2 separate regions of the Mus musculus genome follow, and region 2 is linked to region 1. A link is a contact called in public Hi-C data. All regions are on one chromosome and are shown on one strand. Each heading gives the region's core, a stretch centred on a gene start, on an enhancer-like site or on the middle of the called end of the contact. The rest is flanking DNA. Distances are from core to core; before and after follow the strand shown.

Region 1 (2,926 bases), core at 217-2,716:
TCCTCCTTCAAAGAGGACTATCCCAGCACACACAGACAAGACCAGCCTCCTCTAACTCTTCCTGGACTCCGTAGTTTAGTCCTAACATTTGGTTTTGCCTAAACTGGCATTCTGGGTATGTTGGGAAGCAACTCTGCCTGTATCTTCTCTCCTTTATGGCCTTAGTCTCCACTGCCTCCCCAGCTAACAATAGCCTCTTTACATCACCCCCCCCCCTTCTCATCCAGGCTATTTATTTGCCTGTTATCTGTGATTTCTAGTAGAACACAGCCCAGAGGACAGGGGCCCTGTCTATTCTATACACCACCAGAGCCTAGAGCACTGACTGGCACATAGTAGGTATTTAGTAAATGTCTGCATGAATGAGCAACTGCAGATTGGGAGCAGCAGGCTGGAAGAGGGCTGCTGCACACAGGGCCAAAGTCAGGGTCTGGCCATGAGCCCTGCTTTGAGCGGCATCCAGTCAGGCAGGTCCCATGCACTGTCAAGCCCCTGCCTTTGTGCCCCTTCCCCTCCCATCAGTCTCCTCAGGCAGGGAAGAGGCCAAGAGGTCATGGGTCTCCTAGAGACACACTGGGGGGCAGGGGGAGGGTCTCTATTCAATAGGAAGCATTGTGACACCTAATCACTCTGTTCCTGGTGGAGGGTGTCACAGGGGTGATTCTCAGTAGCCTCAGTAGCCTAACAGAAAATTAGCATGGCAGCCAGCAAGAACAAAGAGGCAGATCCCTCCCCCCCCCCAGGGGGCCCTGCTCACAGCCAAGCTCTCCCTCACAGTATCCCAGCCCTTTAAGCCTAGCCTCTCACAGGCCTTAGACAGAGGAGGCCCTGAGAACTCTCACAGATGCAGGTGCTCTGACAAACGCGTGGAGGAAATGAGCAGGTGCTCAGCAGCCCTGTGGATGGGCCCCTCTGTATGGAGCTCTCCTGCGCATGCCTGTGCTGTCTGGTCTTTTGTTTTTAATGTAGACTTTGCAAGAGAGGACACACAGAACTTGGAATAATGGGTCTGTAGTAGAAAGGATCCCTTTCCACACCTGGCTCCCACCCTGCCCCCAAGATAAGCACGCCCACTGAATCCTTGCAAGATTTCTTTATGCATATAGAGAGATGTGGACATAAGGACAGATGGACACACACACACACATGCACTCTAAGCTTGGCTCTGCCTGTTATACCTCTCCATTACACTCCGTCTGGAGTCTCTTCTTCATCAGAATGTATCTTGAACCCCTGTGGCTCTCCTGAAAGCCTGTGTGTCACTTCACAGTGAATCCCCTCTTGTTGGACATTAAGGGTACTTCCAGCTCTCTGCTTTAGCAGATGATATCTTGATATGCCAATCTTTACACATTCCTCCCTCTGCAAGCTGCTTTTCTTTTTTGCTCAATAATAAATGATGCTTATCTTCCCGGGTAAACAGCCCTGCCAGTCCTTTGAGAGCTGAATAGCATGCCATTGTGCTTTCTAGCCAAAGCAGATGTAACCACTCCCTCACTGGAGTCTAGACTGTTGCCAGCATTTTGTTATTACAGGCTGCTCTGCAGGGACATTCCTTCAAGCTAAGCCTTGGCACATGTCCTTAATTCTCTCCTCGGCCACGTGCCCAGAGATGGAATTTATAGGTCAAAGGGTGTGGTTTTTTTTTCTTTTATCTTTTTTTGGTGCCACATTTTAAAATCCTTTGAAGTGTGTGTGTGTGTGTCTGTGTGTGTCTGTGTGTGTCTGTGTCTGTGTGTCTGAGTGTTTTGTATTTTCTTTTAGGCTAGAGGTTCCTGGAGGTGCCCTCAAAGCTTTCCTGTGGTTTTGCATAATGGGCTCTGTATGCTTTCTCTCCCTCCCTCTAAAATTGCTCAGCCATCGTCTGCGCCTGCCTCATGGGTGGGAGCAGACTAAGTCTTTCCCCAGCCTGGAAGCTTTTTCCCCTGAGCAAAATGTGGGAGGAGCTGTAGCTCACTGGAGTTCCTGTGTGACCTGGGCAGCCAGGGAAAGCAGGGTGTGGTGGTGTGTCCATAGCCACAGCTGCTCCTGCTCTGAGGTTGAGTTGGCCTGAGACCTGGGACAAACATCTCACCACTAGGAAGCATTACCCAGACTCAAGCAGAGGAGCCTGAGTTCCAGGCCAGCCTGGTCTACAAAGGGAACTCCTGGCAAGCCAGTGCAACATAGTGAGCAAAGAAATGAACAAAAACAAAATCCAGAGCTCAGTGATCAAGGCATCAGGGCAGTAAAGACTGAAGATGCTGAAGATGAGCCAACTCTTCACCAATGGGCCTGACTTGATACCTTGGCCATCAGGAACATTACTAGGCCCACTGGCCAGGCAGGGCCTGAGGATTGGGTGTCCCCTATCAGTGTCACTGCCTGCCATGGGCTGGAAGTGTTGGAGCCATTGGAAGAAAAGGTTCACCTTCTCCCTGCACTCTCTGGCCTTCCAGCCTGCTTGGGTGTTCTATGCTCAAACACAGATTCCCTTTGGCCAAAGGCAGGATAAGACTGAAATGGTTGGGCCAATGACACTGTGGCAACTCCCTAGCCACCAGGTGGACAGCTACAATGGTTCTGAGAAGCCTGAGACAGAGGAGGAGACCCCACTAACCCTCGAGTGCTGGGATGGTGCTGGGCACTGTTAAAAATCACTATTATTGTTAATTATAAATTCTCTAGGTTCTTACTGTAAGCACACCCCTCTGATGTTCATGTTCCTGCAAATAAACAAAGACACTAGGGGGGAGAAGAGCAATTTGACTCCCTAATTAGCAGCTATTAGATCCTCCCTAGTTTCTCTGAGCAAAACGACTATCAGATAGTCAACCAGATTACTCTTATGCCTAGAGGAAACTACACAATTGCAGCTGATTGCTACAGCTCATGAAAGTATAGCCTAGTCAGGGCTGTTTTAGTATAAGACTTTGGTTATTACAAA
Region 2 (2,926 bases), core at 281-2,780, 490 kb before region 1:
GAAAGAGGAGTGCTGGAGAGATGTCTTAGTGGTTAAGAGCTGACTGCTCACCCAGGTTCAATTCTCAGCACCAACATGGCAGCTTTCAACTGTCTCTAACTCCTATTCTGGGGGATCCAATATCCTCATACAGACATACATGTAGGCAAAACACCAACTTACATAAGAAATAAAAATGTGTGTGTGTGTGTGTGTGTGTGTGTGTGTGTGTGTGTAAAACAACTGTTAGTCACCCCATATGGGTGCCGGGAACCAAACTCAGGATCTCTTCAAGAAAATGATCTTAACCATTGACTATTTCTCTGGACCCTCTGCTCTAAGAACTCTCTGAACCTGGGGTAGGTGGCTGGGGCCTTAGATCACTAGGCCTGACCGTCTGGCTCAGACCTCAGCCCTACACTTACTAGGAAGTCACTCCAATCAGTGAGGTCTTTGTTTCTTCACCTCTAAATAGGATACACTTTGCAATACCCTACATGATGGCACATAGCCTCCACAGAGAAGGGAGGCATAGGATTGTGTCAGCTGCTGATGGTGGTAGCAGCATGACTTTTGGCTAGAGGCTGAGTCAGCAGTCTTCAGGAACCCAGCTGGATCTCTGAGAGATGATCTGGTCATAAGTATTGAGTCCTTGTCAGTGGGATCAGTGTTCATGTGAGAGGGATGCTAGGAGGATGCCTTGTTCTTCCCATCCTGAGAAGATATGGGGAGAAGGCACTGTCCATGAAGCAGGGCTATGGGCCTCTCACTCCCCAGAAACTGCCACCCCATGGCCACATGGGTATCTAGCCTTTAGGACTGTGTTCAAGAAGTGGATGTTCTTTGTGAACCATCTGTGAGTCTCAGCTCCACCAGTACTAAGAGATTTTAATAATGGCAGCCATTGAGTCACTTCACAACACTTGCTTGGTAGAGAAAGATTTGATGAATAGAGTTTCTAGAATACTGTCTTTTCCCTCATGTAGTAAACAGTGCAAAGTTAGAAAGTATTTTCCTTAAATATCAAAGGAAAAAATGTTTGTGAAATTTTTCAGATTAGCAAATGATTGCAAATTGCATTGTAAATGTCACAGGAATGAATGCCAGCTGCTAGTGGCAGAAATGGTGGGAGTTTCCTTCCAAGACAGTGGAGCATCGCTAACAGCTCTGAGCAAACCAAATGATTACTGAGATGATAAACTCTGTCCATGTTTTTGTTCATTCATTTACCACATGTGGCGTGGCTCCTGTTCCTGATAGCTGATAGAACTGAGGTTCTAGCTAGGAACAGGACAGCTTCTTTCTCTGCCAGGAAGAACCTAGTGACATTTGAGATATGAAAAACAGTTTCTTAAACTGAATTGCAGAGGAAGCAATTTCCCAGCAAACGTTCACAATGGTCTAGTAGTACTATGAGATATGGTGCATGAGTTAGGAGTGTCCAGCAAGGAACCTGACCTAGGCTGGATTTGCAGAGGAAATGACATTTGAACTGACTCTTATGAGATGAAAAGGAGTTGCCAAAGGAAGGAAGGGGAAGCTAGTTTCAGCATGTGCATAAAGCCCTGAGACAAGAAGTCTTGTAGTTCACTTAAGGAACAGAAAGATGACCGGTATAACCAGAGTACTGCGCGGGAAGAGAGATGTAGATGAAGTTCCTAGAAGTAAGCTGGGGTTACATTAAAATCACATGGTCTATTTTCATTTTATTAAGAATGCAAAGTGCATCCATGTGCTATTTAGCAGCACCTTAAACAACTTTGGACCTCATGGGCAGTAGGCCAGAAGAGCACAGAGGGGCTGAACACTTACTTCTACAGCATTGCATGTCAGTGCACACAGACCTCTGAGCAGCCAGTGAGACAACAGCACAGGCATCTGTGTACAGCACACCATGTTTGGTGATCACAAGTGGTGGTGCTGCTGGTTTAGTGCTCTGTATATGAGGCTACTGTTGGTCATTATTTTAATGTGTGCTCATTCTACTTTACAAAGAAAAAAATCAGCCATAATGTAGTGTGCTCTATGACCTGGACAGTGGCTGCTGCCATCTTATAGATGGTGTGTCTCAGTTGCATCAGGAGGCCACACCAAGTGATTAACACATGCCATCAGGGTTTGCATCGTGTGATTTGGCTGATTTAAGAGAGAAATAATAAGCTGCTCTACTACTGTTCACATGATGTTGTTAACAACACATTTCTTCAGAACAGCTCGCTGTGGATGAGCAGTGGATAAGCTTACCACACCCAGCTTTATTTCCTTTCTTTTATCTGTGGTCATGCCTAGGAATTCTCTCTTGAGCATATAGCTTTGCTACAGCATTTTAAGTTCTGAACTGATGTATTTTCATTGCAATTTAGTTCAATTTTTAAAATTTTAAATTCAGATTTCTTTTCTTGAAGAAATATATTGATGATTTTCTAAACATTGGAGGATTTTCTACTTTTGGTATGCTTGCTCTCAAGTTCAGTTTGCTAATTAGTGACTTGAGAACAGGAAAGTGAAATCTCTTGGAAGCTTGACTTATAATCCAGTATATGGTCTGTTTTGGTATCCTGCATGGTTACTCTTCACTGTCGGCTTCACTGAATTTAAAGTTACCTGGAAGACACCTCTGTGTGTTGCCTTTGAGTAGAGTCTACCTGAAGAGGGAAGACTTGCCCTAAATGTGGATAGCACCATCACCATGGATAGGATGGGAAAAGGGAGGGAGGGGATGAATTGAGCATTGAATTTATCTTCCTGCTTCTTGTTCCTGCAACTGTTTGCTCCTTTTGGGAAAGAATTCTTGATTCCAGAACAGGAGTGTTTCTGCCAGAAGGTGCAGTCATCCCTTTGAAGTAGAAGCCGAGATTTCCCTGGCCACTTGGGCTCCTGGTGTCCTTCGCACCTGTGATCCAGCCCACTAAAAGAGAAATCCAACTGTTTCTCCTCGATGGAGGTA

The links. Hi-C and Micro-C count contacts between places; a contact is called where the count stands out from the background.
Region 2: a contact with region 1 is called in a Hi-C map of the N1E-115 cell line, with 2.4 times the contacts expected there. The contact joins two enhancer-like sites. A contact is called at or near these places in 3 of 484 Hi-C or Micro-C datasets (the C10 cell line, the N1E-115 cell line and bone marrow-derived macrophages), 4 of 115 datasets of contacts at active chromatin or transcription factors (embryonic stem cells, neural progenitor cells, pancreatic cancer cells and 1 more) and 1 of 9 other capture datasets (embryonic stem cells).

Annotation. Positions count from the first base shown.
Region 1 is chr6:88,923,696-88,926,621 of GRCm38.p6, reverse strand. No RefSeq gene overlaps it. Among named protein-coding and RNA genes, the nearest start is that of Gm36268, 8.1 kb to the right of the region's middle. Within about 2 kb of position 1,466, at least 227 of the 459 cell types and tissues checked have an H3K27ac peak or open chromatin away from gene starts, as enhancers often do. A contact at or near this core is called in the N1E-115 cell line and bone marrow-derived macrophages, where this site is marked.
Region 2 is chr6:89,414,560-89,417,485 of GRCm38.p6, reverse strand. All of the region lies in intron 6 of Chchd6 (coiled-coil-helix-coiled-coil-helix domain containing 6), which reads left to right. Among named protein-coding and RNA genes, the nearest start is that of Gm52910, 4.4 kb to the right of the region's middle. Within about 2 kb of position 1,530, at least 11 of the 459 cell types and tissues checked have an H3K27ac peak or open chromatin away from gene starts, as enhancers often do. A contact at or near this core is called in the N1E-115 cell line and bone marrow-derived macrophages, where this site is marked.